3 separate regions of the Mus musculus genome follow, and all the other regions are linked to region 1. A link is a contact called in public Micro-C data. All regions are on one chromosome and are shown on one strand. The core of a region is the stretch at or near the end of the contact, and the rest is flanking DNA. Distances in the headings are between cores, read along the strand shown.

The links. A called contact is a pair of places that touch in the nucleus more often than the background predicts.
Region 2: a contact with region 1 is called in a Micro-C map of embryonic stem cells, with 2.6 times the contacts expected there. The contact joins the promoter of Znfx1 here to the promoter of Prex1 in region 1. A contact is called at or near these places in 3 of 39 promoter capture datasets (erythroid cells, liver and pre-B cells), 1 of 484 Hi-C or Micro-C datasets (embryonic stem cells) and 1 of 115 datasets of contacts at active chromatin or transcription factors (memory CD8 T cells).
Region 3: a contact with region 1 is called in a Micro-C map of embryonic stem cells, with 4 times the contacts expected there. The contact joins the promoter of Kcnb1 here to the promoter of Prex1 in region 1. A contact is called at or near these places in 2 of 39 promoter capture datasets (liver and pre-B cells) and 1 of 484 Hi-C or Micro-C datasets (embryonic stem cells).

What each region holds. Positions count from the first base shown.
Region 1 is chr2:166,711,919-166,715,160 of GRCm38.p6, reverse strand. It overlaps Prex1 (phosphatidylinositol-3,4,5-trisphosphate-dependent Rac exchange factor 1), which reads left to right and starts at 1,329. Exons shown (of 40, transcript NM_177782.3): 1 at 1,329-1,646. The coding sequence starts at 1,443. Gm46777 (a long non-coding RNA gene) reads right to left here and starts at 1,332. Exons shown (of 3, transcript XR_001783555.2): 1 at 1-1,332.
Region 2 is chr2:167,061,692-167,064,709 of GRCm38.p6, reverse strand. It overlaps Znfx1 (zinc finger, NFX1-type containing 1), which reads left to right and starts at 1,695. Exons shown (of 14, transcript NM_001033196.2): 1 at 1,695-2,200. Zfas1 (zinc finger, NFX1-type containing 1, antisense RNA 1) reads right to left here and starts at 1,776. Exons shown (of 5, transcript NR_138563.1): 1 at 1,413-1,776; 2 at 983-1,074. It overlaps LOC115486178 (a small nucleolar RNA gene), which reads right to left and starts at 1,237; the gene lies at 1,145-1,237.
Region 3 is chr2:167,187,457-167,190,328 of GRCm38.p6, reverse strand. It overlaps Kcnb1 (potassium voltage gated channel, Shab-related subfamily, member 1), which reads left to right and starts at 1,511. Exons shown (of 2, transcript NM_008420.4): 1 at 1,511-2,272. The coding sequence starts at 1,706. It also overlaps a transcript of 1110018N20Rik not described here.

The sequences.
Region 1 (3,242 bases), core at 80-2,579:
TTTTACATCCATTTACCTAGGATACCTTGCCCACATCAAATGTCACGGTGCCCTAGGCCCCAAAGGAACAGGGCCAGGGGTAGCAGGAGCTACCACAGTCTCTCCTCTATCCTTGTGCAAAAGACTGTTTTACTTCAAGGCCCCAGAGAACTATTCTAGGCATCTTGAAGGGAAGTAAATAGAGGACAGTGCTCCTGCCCCAGAAATGATGACACTCCACAGAGGCTATTTTGTGAAACAGGGACTGACTCCATAGGAGATAATAGATCTGAGGCGGGGCAGGTAGGGATTGAACAAGCAGTTCAGAGGCCCGGTCAAGAGGGCAGTTGACAAAGGCAGGAATAATTAAGAACGAAGATAAGACTTTCTAGGGTGTTAAAATCACTTTCCAGGGACTATGGCTCAGCCGTATGCTGGTCCCTAAGAGTTAGGTGTTACTGTTCTTCCCCTTGTACTGTGAGGCAAACGGAGGAGCTTTAGGTGGGATGGGGGTGCTGACCAAGGTCATCAATGAGGGGCTGAACCCCAGAGGCTGACTCGGGTCCCAATGCCTCTCGAGGGTAAAGGGGGGTTAGCACGTTAACTGAACGTTTGAAAGATCAAGGTCACACAGAACAGCCTGTCGGCTGGCAGCAAAATTCCCATTTTGGCTTTATCTCTGGTGGGTACGAGGGCGGCTTCCTGCAACGGTCTCGTCCAAGTGGGCACCTTTGCTTAGGGATGGGGAGCGCTGGGACAGTAGGCGCAGAGCTCCGACGGAAAGAGAAACAGAAGTAAGGACAAAGATGCAGCTAGAGTTCTTCCAAGGTCACCGTAAGCCGAGGGCATGAGCGGCCGTGTTGGTGGGGGCGTCGAGCTGCTCTTCCGGGCGTCAGGAGATGCGCGTGGTGGTCGCTGATCCGGCTCCAGCAGATCACCCACGGGGCACTCCTTACGGGTGGATGGCGCGAGCTGCTCTTGCAGAACTGCTGAATGGGTCTTGGCCTACAGACTCAGCAGAACCACGACCTGACTGGGGTCTGGGGCGACGCATTTCCAGCCCCAAACTCTGACTGTGCGGCGCGCGCACGAACCGGCTCTTGGCCGACGCTCCCTGGAAGCCGGGAGGGGGCTCCGCCCAATCCCCGCCCAATCCCACCAGACTCCGCCCCAGCTCAGTCCATTCTCCATTAGTCCCCGCCCAGTTTCCGCATGAGGTGCCGCCCCACCCCGTCCATTTTCTACAAAGATCCCCGCCCACTAGCAGATTGACCCCGCCTCCTTCCCCGCCCATCGCTCAGCCCTCTCTACCAAGGCCCCGCCCATACACCATGACCCCGCCCAGGTCCCGCCCCCGCTCCGCCTGCCCCGGGCCCGCTGAGCGGCGCCTGTCCGGGATGCGGAGCCCGGACGCCTAAGCCGCGGCGCGACCTCGGCGCGGGAAGTTCGGGCGCCGCGCGGCTATGGAGGCACCCGGCAGCGGTGGTGGTGACGGCGGCGGGGACCCAGGCGGGGACGGTGCGCATCCCGATGCTCGCGGCCCCGTCTCCGGGCCGTGCGCGGCCGCCCGCGACTCGGAGCGCCAGCTGCGCCTCCGTCTGTGCGTACTCAACGAGATCCTGGGCACCGAGCGCGACTACGTGGGCACCTTGCGTTTCCTGCAGTCGGTGAGCTCCCGCCACCTGTGGCCGGCCGGCCCGCGTTGCGCTTTTGTCTGTGGCTCCCCGCCTTGTGCATAGTTTGAAATGGTTACATCCGCGCGGCCGCTGCCCGGGGCCGCCCCGCTGGGGGGCCAGTGTAGGGAGAAGCCCGGGTAGGGGCTCCTTAGCTGCACCGGGGACCCTGGGCTCCGTAGCCTTGCCCCAGCTCGAATTGCACAGTCAAAGCCTTAGACTGCAAAACAGCGTCCGAGTGCGTCTGTGTACCACGCACCTTACACTGGTATCAGCAGACTGTGCCGTTACCGGGCTCATCAGTAGGTTATATTTTCTGATCCTTAAGATCAGGGAAGAGTTCGGCTCCAGAGAGGTTGAGTCCCTTGCTCTGGATAGTTCTGCAGGCTACGTCGTAGGGTTGGATGCAGGGCGGTGACCCAGGGCAGCCCTGCGGGGGCTTTAAACTCCGGTACGTAGTTGCCCTGGTGTCTCTAGTGAGAATGAGGAAGGGGCCACTTCCCTACCCTCCTAGGAAGTGAGAAAACTGGAGGGGGTGGGAAGGGCTGGTCTTAGAGACCTGAGGGCTTTAATCTCCGTGCCTCCTGCTGGGGCCGCTTTAACTCCCTTCTTGGGTTGGAGGAAGTCTTAACCCTGCTTCAGGAAGGCGTGCGTTTGTGTGTGTGTGTGTGTGTGTTTCAAGAGACCCCCAATCACACTGGAGTTCTCTCCATCTGGGAAAAAGAAACACTCAATGGCTTAAGGATGCAGGGGAGTCTGTGTGAGGTCGGGGGGGGGGGTTCCCACTGAGGGAGGAGGGAGTACGAAGTTGGGGGGGGGGAAGACGCTGTGTGGAGGCATTGAAAGCCCTTTGGCCCAAGGATCCTTCTGGAAAGGCCTGTGAGAATAAGACAGGGTTGGCTTTCTTTCCCATCTCTTCCTCTCTCACAGTTGAGAAGGGGGTGGGGGAGAGAGAGAGAGAGAGAGAGAGAGAGAGAGAGAGAGAGAGAGAGAGAGAGAATCGGGTAGGGCTTGAAGCTGGCAGTTTCTAAATGAAAGAGGCAGCCACTCTGGCATTGCTGAGCAATGACAGATTCTAGGGAACTCCTCACTTCCCCCTCGCAGTGACTGAGCTGCTCAGCCTTAAAAAGAAACAGGAAATCTAAACTAGTTTTTATATTAATGGGGGAAAAAAAACAAAACCCACTCCCCCATGTGTGCCCCTGGCTGTTGTGCTAGGTTGACTGCGGTTTTAAATCGTCCCTACGGAGACGGGGCCGCTAGGATAATGGAAATTGATTAGAGTCCACATTCTTAGAATTAAAGAAACCAGGGGGGGAAAAGTTTTCTCTGACTTTCATGTCATCCCAGGACACCTGTCGTTTGTGGACAGCCATTGTTGTGTGACTGGGGCATTCTGAGATGAGCCAGACAGACATTATTGTGTCTTGGGACACCGTTGCTTCCTGTGTTGACCTCGGTTTCCCCACGTGTACAAGAGCAGGGGACCCCAGGCTGCTTTTCTGCCTTGCCCTTACTTGGGTCCCCAAGCCAGTGCCAGAAGTGGAGGACTGATTGTGTAACCTGAGTAGTGTGTCTTGCCCTGTGAGC
Region 2 (3,018 bases), core at 446-2,945, 350 kb before region 1:
CAGACATAGCACCCTTCAGTCTCTAGGCTTGCCTCAATTTAAGTCAACTTGCCTGGGCCTACTTTTTTTTTTTTTTTTTAAAGATTTATTTATTTATTATTATATGTAAGTACACTGTAGCTGTCCTCAGACACTCCAGAAGAGGGAGTCAGATCTCGTTAAGGATGGTTGTGAGCCACCATGTGGTTGCTGGGATTTGAACTCTGGACCTTCGGAAGAGCAGTCGGGTGCTCTTACCCACTGAGCCATCTCTCCAGCCCGGGCCTACTTTTTTTAAGAGTAAGATTTATTCATATATTTTATGCACGAGTACACCACCATTGTTCTCTTCAGAGACACCATAAGAGGGCACCAGACCCCATTATAGATGGTTGTGAGCCACCATGTGGTTGCTAGAAATTTAACTCAGGACCCCTCGAAAGAGCCATCAGTGCTCTTAACTGCTAAGCCATTTCTCGGGCCTACTTGATTTAGGGCATATTCACATTTTTATCTGAGTGGGTCAGGGTGGATATCAGAATACAGTAATGGAGGATAGCCATTGTCACATCTTGAAAAGCACTAGCCTGCAAATACTTTAGCAGACATGTTTCATTGCCTTTCTAAATACCACGCATATACAAAAGAAATCTCAACCCGGCTCAGACACTGCACCCACAAACTGCTGAATGCTCCCATATCAACAGCCAAGAAAATGTGTTACAGACTAATCTCAATGGGACCATTTTCTTAATCAGTCCTTTTCTCAGGCAGTTCTACCAGGACACTTTAAATAACAACAGGGCTCTGCATCTCCTGTGTCAGTATGTACAGATACACAATTAAAAGACTTTAGTATACTTTGATAATAAGGCTCAATCCTCGGGGCTTTTAAAACAACGAACCTCAGCAGTAACTCTTGCATCAAATTCCCTATCACTGCCCACTTAAAGGCTCTTCAAAGCACGTGATTGCCACTTTAGGCCACTAGACGAATGCATACCTTAAGACTTTCAGATGGTAGGTGAGTTCTCATCTCCCTCGATGCCCTTCTCTCCCTCCAACCTCCATGCTGTCCTGCTTGGTCAGGTCAACCTACAAAACAAAAGCGTCCATCACCACCTATATCCTCGACCAGGAACAAAGAAGACCAGGGTCCTCGAAGGCTGGTGTTTATCAGGACAAACTGGCAAATGTTTTAAAACATCAGCACTGTCGATATGACGGGGAAAAAAGTGAGTTCATCATTTACACCAGCAAAAAGCTTCCCAGGCCAAAGCAGAAGGCGTCTTTTCCACTTGAATCACGTCTTCGAAGGTCAACCTGGGGATCGCGCTCCATAAGCAACACTTGGAGACTAGGAGCGGTTACAGCGACTAAACTTGATAAGAGGTTAACAAAAAAAAAACTTGTGCTGTGTGGACTCAACTCACCATCTGCAAGTTAACCCCGGAGGGACGAGACATATCGGGAACAAAGCAAACGCTCTAGGAGCCGCCGGAACGAAAGGACGAGAGCGGCGGCGAACCTTCCTTATATAGACCTTGGCGGCGCGTGCGCCTGCGCACTGTGCCCATGGCGCGTCGCTTCCGGGCGCGACCGCTTGGCGTCCTGGGAAATGTAGTCCCCGAGCCGCCCGGCCCCAGCTAGCTAATGGTTGTCCAGCCAGTGTCTAGCCCCTCCCCGTGCTCACTGGGCCTCCGGGGCTTCTCGGCTTCCGCGCCATGTCGCGCTTGGCACGCACGAGCCGCCCGCCGCGTCCCCCTGGCTCCGGGGCCAGCCGAGACCTGCGGCCGCCCGGGGCGCAGTCAACCCGCCCCCCGCCGCGCCCTCCCCTCCGCCGCGCCCGCGGGGAGCCGCCAGTCCAGCCGCCGCCGCTACCGCGGGCGCTGAGGCGACGCCGCCCTTCCGCCCGCCCCGAGGGCGGGGGCGCAGGCGAGCCCGGCCTCTCGCTGGAGCCCGCGGCACCGCCTCCTCGTCCTGCGCGGCCTCCTCTTCCTCCGGGCCGCCCACTAGGCTACTCGCCCCGCCCAGGGGCTGCAGGGACTGGAAACCGAAAGTTCGCGGTGCCGGGCGGGGCCGCGACCTGCCAGGGCCGGGGCTGAGCTCTAGCCCTGCGGAGGACGCGCCCGAGCCGGTGAGTGGCCTCCGCCCTATCACGCACCTGCTTCTGCGGCGCTGCGACCGCCGGCGTCCCGCTCTGCCTCCGGCCGGGTGTCAGGTTAGCCTTGGAGTCCCTATCTGCCCCACTCAGCGCCCCCACCACCCCCGGAGTCCCTGTCCCCTTCCCTCAGTTCTCCTATAGTCCCCAGAGTCCATGTCCCCTTCCCTTAGTTTTCCTATAGCCTCCAGAGTCCCTGTCCCTTTCCCTCAGTTTCCCTATACCCCCGGAGTCCCTGTCCCCTTCCCTCAATTATCCTGTAGCCTCCGGAGTCCCTGTCCTCTTCCCTCAATTATCCTGTAGCCTCCGGAGTCCCTGTTCTCTTTCTCTCAGCCCCCCCTATAGTCCCCGAAGTCCCTGTCTGCTTCTTCAGTTTCCCTATAGCCCCCAGAGTCCCTGCCCCTTTCTCTTAGTTTCCCTATAGCCCCCAGAGTCCCTCAGTTCCCCTATCATCTCCGGAGTATTTGGAATCTCCCATCACCCCTAGGATCTTTTTCCACTCCTTACCACCCCCAGAGTCCTGTCCTCCCACCTCCACCGTCACCCTCCATCGTTCCCTGAGTTAAGTCTACCTGGTTATCAGCAGCCCCATTTCCCAGTCCCTGTTTCCTCTCCTCAGCAGCCCCATCACCCCTAAATCCCTGTTCCCTTCCATTAGCCTCACCATCACTCCCCAGAGTCCCTGTCTCCTCTCCTTAGCAGCCCCCATCACCTCCAGAGTCGGTGTCTCCTCCCTCAGTACCCAGCGTATCCTGAGCCGCGGGCACTGCCATTACCTGCTTCGACTCTCTTCAGTTCATCTGTCACCACCCTGATCACACCCCACCTCTAGTGCCCCTTCATCTCAGCACCCAGTCATCCCCTGTGCGTAGTTGTCC
Region 3 (2,872 bases), core at 262-2,761, 470 kb before region 1:
GTCCTACGTGCAGCGCATGCATGCAGTAGGCGCTCAGCCTCGTGGTGGCCAGGACGCAGTCAAGCAGCCCGGGTGGGCCCCGCGGCCTGAGCCAGGGCCGGGCCGGGCACGGAGGGGTTAAGCCGCGCGCGTTTCCGACCCGCAGGTGGCGCCGTCCCGCCTCGGTGCCACTCGCCGCGCTCCGAAGTGCGGGACAGAATCGCGGCGAGCGCGGAGCCGAAGCTCAGCCCGACTTGTTGATCTCGCGCAGGCAGCCGCGGCCGCCGCCGAGCCGAGCCGGAGCCCGAGGTGGAGGCGGAGGCGCCGCCGATCGCCCGGGCCGCGCCGTCCCTGCGCCCCGCAGAGCGCCCCGCCCGCGCCCCGCAGCCCCGGCGCCGCCCTCCCGCCCGCCCGGCCGGCCCGGGTAGGCCTAGCCCGGCCCCGGGACCGCCGCTGCCGCGGGCGGGGGCGCGGGCGGGCGGCCGGCGAGATGCGCGCGGCGCGGCCCCGGGAGGCGGCCACCCTGGGGGTGAGTGTGGCGGGGTAGGGGGGTGGCGCGGGCCCACCCCGGGGCTGGGGGCGGGGCGTGTGCCCCGCGGGCTGTAGGGCCCGGGAACCCCCCGAAATCACCGGTGCGTGGCGGGAGGAGGGCACGCTCCGAAAGGCCAGAAGATTCCGCTGGTTTCCCCGCCTCCCACCTCCCCCACCCCTTCTCTTCCGAGCCCGGGCAAAGGCGCAGAACCCGGAGTTATAAAAAGCCATCGCCGGGAGGAGCGAGGAGGAGGAGCGGGAGGAGGGGGAGGAGGAGAAAGAGAGGAGGAGGGGCAGGAGGGGAGCACCGAGCAGGCGGATCCCGAGGACTCCGCGCCCCTCCTGCGCTAGAGTGGGGAGGGGGCGCACAAGGAGGTGCAGACCCCGCTGGCTTGGCTCCTTCGACCCTCACCTGGTCTCCGGAGCGGTCTCGGGTCCTGGTGTTGTGAGGAGTGGGGTCGCCCCAGGACAGGGCAGCCTGGTGGCCTCCGACAGGTGGGCATCTGGTAGCCTCCACAGTCCTCACTCGGCCCAAAATCTTCTAAGATTTAGAAAAAGCAAGCCCAATGCCATCGTTATGCTCCCACCCAAAATCTTGACTATCTTGGGGTGGGAGGAGATGAGAACTCACTAAAGAGAGAAAGAAAGTTCTCCCTGCCTCTCCCTTGCCTCCCAATTGCGGGGGCCAGGTTGGGCTCTCCAGCCCGAGAGCAGGGAGTTTCAGCACTCGACGGGACGGACAGCGCCCCGGGCGGCCGGATTGCGCCAGGGCGGGGGTGGGGCTTCCTGGGAGCCTCCTGGGGGCCTCTCCCGCCTGGAGGGCCACCCCTCCCTTCGTCCTGGGGTGGGGCTGACTTCAGCACCGGCGGGAGGAACAGCAGCCATCCGTCCTCCCTTCCCCCCCCCCCGCCCCCCAACTCCCCTGAGCCGCTTAAGCCTTGGGAAGGTCAAGGCCGGTAGGGGACCCTGGGGGAGGGGCCTCACAGTACGGTTCGCTGACCCGTGTCCGCTTTCGCTTTCTGCCTCGCAGCCGTCGGGATGGAGGTGAGACGGTAGCCGCGACGCCCGCCCTCGCGCACCCCTGCACCACAGCGGCCTGCAGAGCTCCCCGCCCCCCGCCCCCGCGGCAGCGGGCCTTGCCGTCGAGTGACAGCGGCCTGGGGGGGCAGGGGGGGCGGGGGCGGCCAGACCAGCGATGCCGGCGGGCATGACGAAGCATGGCTCGCGCTCCACCAGCTCGCTGCCGCCCGAGCCCATGGAGATCGTGCGCAGCAAGGCGTGCTCGCGCCGGGTGCGCCTCAACGTCGGGGGCCTGGCGCACGAGGTGCTGTGGCGCACTCTGGACCGCCTGCCTCGCACGCGGCTGGGCAAGCTCCGGGACTGCAACACGCACGACTCTCTGCTCCAGGTGTGCGACGACTACAGCCTCGAGGACAACGAGTACTTCTTCGACCGCCACCCTGGCGCCTTCACCTCTATTCTCAATTTCTACCGCACCGGCCGGCTGCACATGATGGAGGAGATGTGCGCGCTGAGCTTCAGCCAGGAGCTGGACTACTGGGGCATCGATGAGATCTACCTGGAGTCCTGCTGCCAGGCCCGCTACCACCAAAAGAAGGAGCAGATGAACGAGGAGCTGAAGCGGGAGGCTGAGACGCTGCGGGAGCGGGAGGGCGAGGAGTTCGACAACACGTGCTGTGCTGAGAAGAGGAAGAAACTTTGGGACCTGCTGGAGAAGCCCAACTCATCGGTGGCCGCCAAGGTGAGTCTGGAGTCTGTTTCCCCCCATGGAGGCCTACACAGAGGCTCCTGGCTCCTCACGATGAGTATACCGGTTAAAAGGCAGGGGCTCCAAGCGAGTTCTCCAAGGACTACTACTCTTAAGAGGCACCCTTCCCATGTGATTCAGTACGGTGTACCCCTACTTTGTTGGGGGGAAATGGTTTATAAAACTCTAAAATGCTACGGCCTTGGTGAGAACAGAGTCGAGCTTTGCTGGATAGTCTTGGTGCCTCCAGGCCTGGATACATACTAGAATAGCCTGCCCTGCAGATGTAACATCTAGCCCTGAATTATAACCCCACTCTGCTCATAAGGAAGGGTATAAACACAGCCTACCGACACGCCTGGCAGAGGCTGAGGCACCCACAGGTATTTTAAGAGATGACAAAAGACAGGGAAGGCTAGTGGTAAGGACAGGTCTGCCCCAAGGCTCGGGACAGCGGGTGAGAGGACCAGGCTGGCTCCTTGTTTATGTACTTGCTGTGTGGTGCAGTTTGCACTTGGCTGTTGGAGGAAGATGTAAATTTCCAAATCAGAGCAGAAAATAGGCCTGGGGAAAGAGGCAGGGTGAACTTGTTCA